Regions from separate parts of the Sus scrofa genome. Here region 1 is linked to region 2. A link is a contact called in public HiChIP or PLAC-seq data. All regions are on one chromosome and are shown on one strand. The core of a region is the stretch at or near the end of the contact, and the rest is flanking DNA. Distances in the headings are between cores, read along the strand shown. Region 1 overlaps TNK2 (activated CDC42 kinase 1). Region 2 has its middle 45 kb from the start of ZDHHC19.

Evidence for each region. HiChIP or PLAC-seq counts read pairs in DNA pulled down with a chosen protein or histone mark.
Region 1: an H3K27ac HiChIP or PLAC-seq map of skeletal muscle shows a contact between it and region 2. The contact joins two enhancer-like sites. A contact is called at or near these places in 2 of 47 Hi-C or Micro-C datasets (liver and skeletal muscle) and 2 of 2 datasets of contacts at active chromatin or transcription factors (alveolar macrophages and skeletal muscle).

What each region holds. Positions count from the first base shown.
Region 1 is chr13:134,113,248-134,116,152 of Sscrofa11.1, reverse strand. The region is part of intron 9 of TNK2 (activated CDC42 kinase 1); the gene reads right to left. Among named protein-coding and RNA genes, the nearest start is that of TNK2, 32 kb to the right of the region's middle. Within about 2 kb of position 1,407, at least 17 of the 83 cell types and tissues checked have an H3K27ac peak or open chromatin away from gene starts, as enhancers often do. A contact at or near this core is called in skeletal muscle, where this site is marked.
Region 2 is chr13:133,917,003-133,920,072 of Sscrofa11.1, reverse strand. No RefSeq gene overlaps it. Among named protein-coding and RNA genes, the nearest start is that of ZDHHC19, 45 kb to the right of the region's middle. Within about 2 kb of position 1,807, at least 29 of the 83 cell types and tissues checked have an H3K27ac peak or open chromatin away from gene starts, as enhancers often do. A contact at or near this core is called in skeletal muscle, where this site is marked.

The DNA of each region.
Region 1 (2,905 bases), core at 158-2,657, 200 kb before region 2:
ATCAGAGCCAAGCCCACCTCCCTTTGTTATAGGTGACCAAAGCAAGAGCCAGGTCTAGAAGAAAGGATTCCCTTTATCACTGCTGGGAGTCCTGACACCAAGTCATAAAAAATGCTTTGCTACTAGAGGAGGGGGAGCTGGGAGTACAGTGTATGTATCAGAAAGAAAGACCTCCTTGGAAACAACATCCCAGGCATGGAAGCAGCATCCTCCCAGCAAGGGTCAAACATAACCCCAAGATGGCCAGTGCTACGTGTATCATGCTGTCCACCGGTCTCCTTCCAAGGCTCAGGGGGTAGAGGTACCTGCAGCCCAGAGAGGACCAGGCCAGCCCTTTTCCCAGCCTGCTCTGGCCCTATCTCCCTTCCCCCTCCAAGAACAGCCCAGAGTCTCCATGGCAACAGGAGAGCACAGTCCCTGATCAAAAACAGGCTTCTCCTGCAGGTGCCTGTCAGCATCCTGGGACAGGCAAGATGTGAAGCACCTCCTGGGAAACCAGGACCTGGGTTAAAAATCACCTATGGCTGCCCCAGCACTACTGGGGACTAGTCCCTGGAAACCTCAGCACCCCCACTCCCAAGTCCTGGCCAAGGTTGTCCACAAATGGCTGACAAAGGTGGATGAAACATACTGCTCAAAATACCACCCCACGCACTTCTCTCTGGGTGTTCCTGGGAGCCTCTGGCCTTGAGGAAAAACACACACCCTTTGTTTCCCCCTCCCCCACCTACCACAGGAAGCAGAGGCTCCAGGGATCAGGCCCGGCCAAGGACCTGCATGCACATGGATTTCAAAACTCCTGTCCTCCTTAACCAGTTTGTGAAAACAGAATATCAAAGTGCTGTCAGCCATCCCAGCCTCCAAATAAGAGCCTCCTGGAAAAAGGTCAGTCATCACTGGTCTCACAGCCTAGACAGAGCCTCGCAAGCTTGGCTCACAGAATATCTAGTGTCCTCTCTCTGTCCACTGCCTGGTACTGCAAGAAGCACTGAGTCTGAAGAAGGGGGCTCTCTTGGACTAAGAGCTTCCACAAGAAAGAATCACAAAAAGAGCACAGATATAAGAGAGCCAAGAACCAAGCTAAAGGAAAACAGAACCAGCCTGAGACCCACACATACGAACCCAGACCCAAAGGAACACCCACGAACAGACAGCCCATCACCCGGAGACATGGAGACGGAGCAGGACAAACAAACACACTTCAAGCACTGAGGAAGCAAGGCGGCAGTTGGAGCTCTGGTACCACCAACACGGAGGCCCACTCCCAAAGCCCCAGCGGCTGTCGTGCCTCCTGCCCCTCACCTTCCACCTCCTGAGCCGCTCCAGGCACCAAGGGCAGGCACTGTGGTCCAAGTTGGTGGCCCTGGAGGAGGAGCCCAGTGAGCCCACACTGGCAGGTGGCAGCCGTGGAGCCAGCAGCTGGGCCAACCCCTGCCTGTGACGCAGAGCAGGGCAGGGCCTGCCCACAGTGGCCTGCCAGGAGGAGTGGCTTCCCTGATGCCCCTGTTCCTCGCCTTGCTCCAGCGGTGACCCAGGCCACCAGCTGGGGACACATGCCCCAGAAACACATGAAGCCTCTGAGCCACACCCTGCACACAGACCCCCACTGAGAGTAAAGGAAGGGGGAATGGAAGGGCCTGGGGCCTCAGGTCCAAGGCCCTCTGGCTCAGGGAGGTGGGAGTGGTTAGAGGCTCAGGCTCTAGCTGAAGGTCCTGCCATGTGCCCCCCAAAGAGCCCTCACCCTAATCTTCCTACTTCCAGAAAGCTCCCAGCCTGCCCTGCCTGCAGTCCTTTCCCTGGCCCCTCAGCTCCAAACCACAGACTGCACCTCCTCCCTGTCCTCCAGGCGTCTCTCCTTCTAGAAGCTGTTTTTGGCCACCACCACTAACTCCCCCTTAGCTCCCCCTCCCAACTTCTTGGTCTGTCATCCTTATTTACAGATCCTGGGCCCAGAGGTGAGGGGAGCCCTGGCCTAGGGAGGAGGTGCTGGGGCCACGGCGGGTGCAGGCCATGCTGCTTACCAGTCAGCTCCAGGGCCTGCTCCATCACTCTGACTCAGACCCAGGGGTGCTTCCTCTCATCGAACCCCTTGAAGCACAAGCTTTAACCAAAGGTCCCAGAACCCCAAACCCCAAACCTCAAGTCCAGGTAGAAAGGGCTCAGTGTCCCCCATCCCTGCCTGGCTCTGAGTCAGAGGAGTGGGGAGTGCAGGGAATTTCCTTGCCCTCGATCCTCTTCCTGGTCCTCCAAGCCCACCCCCTACCCCAAAGGCACCTCTAGCCCGCCTCAACCCATTCCTTAGACACCCTGGGGATCAGATAACAGGGTGGGGTGAACAGTGGGTGAGGTCTCCACAGCAGGCAGGCCAGAACTGCGGGGCTCAGATAGGAGATGTGACCCAGGAGATGCTACCAGCAGGCAGAGGAGGGTTGCCAGGTGAGGGGAGGGAGGGGTCAGGAATGGAGGCCCTGCTGAGGGCAGCCTCAGGACCAAGGGGCCAGAATGGGAGGCCCAGCAGAGGATGGAGGGGAGTCCTGGGAGGGAGCAGTGGGGCTCAGTGGGAGGGCAGAAGCTGCCACGAAGAGGCAGGGTGGCTCTGGGCTACTGAAGGGCACCCAGGTGGGCGTCCAGAGTCCTTACCCGAGGGGGAGGAGGAAGAAGGGCACGGAGAAGATGACTCTCCGGAGTCCCAGAGTCCCCGCTTGGCCCAGAGGCCAGGCTGCTCTACTTCCTACCTGGCCGTAAAGGCAGTTTGGCCCTGACCCACACACCCAGGCTGGAGCCTCGTGGGGAAAGGGTGACAGGAGGCGCTGGGCAGGGAAAATCCCCTCTGAGCAGCGGCAGCTGCATACTTGACCCCAAGCACTCGGGAGTGGACCCAGGCCTGCCCGCCCCTCTCGCTGTG
Region 2 (3,070 bases), core at 558-3,057:
GTTCAAGATCAAGGACTTCCCCCAGGCCACCTGCCGCAGGGGCAGGAAGGCCCAGCAGAGGCCTAGAAGCTCAGCTGCTGCCCTCAGTTCCTCCCTGCTGGGCCAGCCCTCCACCGCCTCTACTCACTGTTAACAGTGAAAGATAAAAAGAGAAGTAAAATAAACATTGTAAGTAGTCTAAAGGGTAATGAATAAAATAGCAGCAGTAAAACAATAAAAACAAACTAGCTGACTACAGTGCAAATACCAAAACATTGCAATTAAAGCCTTTTGACTAGGCTTTGATCTAAATTAGGACTCACCAGGAAGAAGGCCTGAGGCTGGAGGTGGGGAGCAATTCCTTAAGGGAGCAGCCCCTCTTTCCAGCCGGGATTGTCCTTCCTGATGGGACTGAAGTGAGTCTGGGTTTCCCTTGAGCCAGAGTCCCTCTTAGGGCCCATCTCAGTGGGCTCGCAGCCTTGAACTTCTTCCAAGTCAGGGGCTACACTTTTGAATCACCCACGAAGATTTAAGACAATTTCCTGGTGGTTGGGGGTAAATCAGTTGAGGGGTGAGGCGCTGAGTCAACATTACACTGATTTGTAGTGTTGGGCGATTTCCATGGTGTAAACACTCCCGCCAAATTGTTAATAGTTGAACCAACTGCCTTGCAAATTAATTCATTCAGAATTCAAGACAATGGCACTACATTTAGAGCTCTTTGTAGTTTTTTCACTTTCTAAAAATTTCCAGTATAATCTAGGGTCACCGAAAAATCAGCCAGTCGAAATTCAGTCAGCTATTTATTTATTTATTTATTTATTATTTATTTAATTTGCTTTTTAGGGCCTCTCTCATGGCATATGGAGGTTCCCAGGCTAGGGGTCTAATTGGAGCTGTAGCCACCGGCCTACGCCAGAGCCACAGCAACGTGGAATCCGAGCTGTGTCTGCGACCTACACCACAGCTCACGGCAACGCCAGATCCTTAACCCACTGAGCGAGGCCAGGGATCAAATCCACAAGCTCATGGTTCCTAGTCTGATTTATTTCCACTGCACCACAAGGGGAACTCCCAATAAGATATTTATAGTCAAATAATGTATAAAGCAACTTAAAACTTTGTCCAAAAGTTTATGGCCAAAACTATTTAATGTGGGCTGCAGGCTGGTTTTACTCTATTTGATATCATGTGTGGAAGCTTCCACAAGGATGTATTTCCAGGGCTCACCAAGAGCAAAGAAGAGGACGGGGTCCCACGGTGCAGAGGCACACAAGAGAAGCACCGAGATTTCAGCAGTCCTCCTCTGCCACCCTGTGGTTCAGGGGCACTTGCAGCTGGAAGGAAACTGAGTCCAAGAGGTGCAACAAGGCCAGAGGACCAGGTGTCGACTCAGGATTCTGACACCAGAACTAGGCCTCTTTCCAAAACATACTGGAGCCTCCCTGGTGGAGTCTGAAACCGCACTGAGACCTAGGAGCTTTAAAGTTGGCATGTCCTTTCTTTCACCCCTTTCCTGACCCTCAGCCATGCCCTGCAGGTGCTGACCTGGCAGACCACAGGCTGAGCCCTCCTGAGCCAGGAGGGCCTGAGCGGAAAGAAAGCCGGGAAGCCCACAGCCTCCTGTCACCATCCCCCTGCTACCCCAGCAAGGCTCCCCAGGATGGGAGAGAAAGGCTTGCAGGACAGGAGGAGAAAAAGCCAGGAAAGCTTCCAGACCTTCTGCTGAGGGTCAGGAAGCACCTCAGTGTGGCTGAGCCAGAGCCACTGGTCCCCAGGGCAGGCTTACTCAGAAGCAGCTGCTCCCTGCAGCCTGGGTTATGTAACCTATGAGATCAGCAAGGCAGAGTGGCAGCTCCTGTGGAGAAAGCATTCCCACAGGGAGGGGCCCGCTCCCTGCAGTGAGCCATCCCCGTTCCCACCTGGGGCTCCTTAGAGTTCACCCTTTCAGTGACAGAGCTACCGCCCCGCCTTGATCCTGCTGGAGAGGGTGGAGGGCTGGAGTGGGTGGGGACCTCCTCAACCAGAGTGCAGTGTTGCCTCAGCCTGCGGGAGCCTGGGCCGAATAGTTGATTCCCTCAAGTCTCAGCCACTCTAGCCAGCTCTGGGCCTGCTGTAGTGGGGCTGGGGCCTGGGGAGGCATTCCCAAAAGCCCTCGGGGTGGCCTGGGTGTGCTGGCCTCCAAGGTCAGCACTGCACTGCCCATCCTGGAGAGGCTCTGCTCTCATACCCTCCCAGGCATGTCCCCTCTGGGAGGCCAGTTGGACATAGCTGGGATGGGGGCTGGAGGCAGGCCAGTGAGGGTGGCTGGTCCCTGTGGCCACCTCTCCTGTCTCTAAAATTATATGTGGATTAAGAGCACACCATCTGGCAAGAGCAGATGGAATTGGGCAGAAACATAATCAGGACACTGCATTTCAGATCTGTGGCTCTCCATTTACCCAGAAGACAAAAAAGACAGAGGCCAGGAGAGAGGTATACACAATGTGTGTGTGTGCGCGCGTGCGTGCGTGCGTGTGTGTGCATGAGTGCTCACTGCTTGTGTACCACATGATGGATGCAGGGAGTAGGCACTGAATTTGTATGTGTGACAGGAACGTAATTTAGGGGGAAGGAATTAACCAAAGGAAATGGAAAACTGAGGTCAGAATAGATGAGGGGAAAAGTGGGACAAACTGGGTGGTCAGAGAAAGACCAGGATGCCCTTGAGCCTCCTGACAAAAGTCTGCATCAGAAGAGGGAAGAAATACTGCAGCACTGGGAGTTCCTCCAGGGCCTTAGGGCATCCCTCTCACAGCACAAGAGAGTAAAAGCAGAAGAATTGCCACAGCTGTTAGTCTGGTAGTGCAGTGGGTTAGGGATCTGGTGGTGTTGTCACCACAGCAGCTTGGGTCACTGCTGTGGTGTGGTTTCCATCCCTGGTCCGGGAATTTCCACATGCTGCAGGCACAGCACTCCTCCACCTCCCCCCAAAAAAGAATAAACCTGGCTACAAGCAACAGAAAACTTGACTTGCAGGCTTCTTTGTCACAAAATATCTTCAAGTGCATGGGGGCTGATGCTCAGGGATGTCAGGCCTCACGTTTCTGGG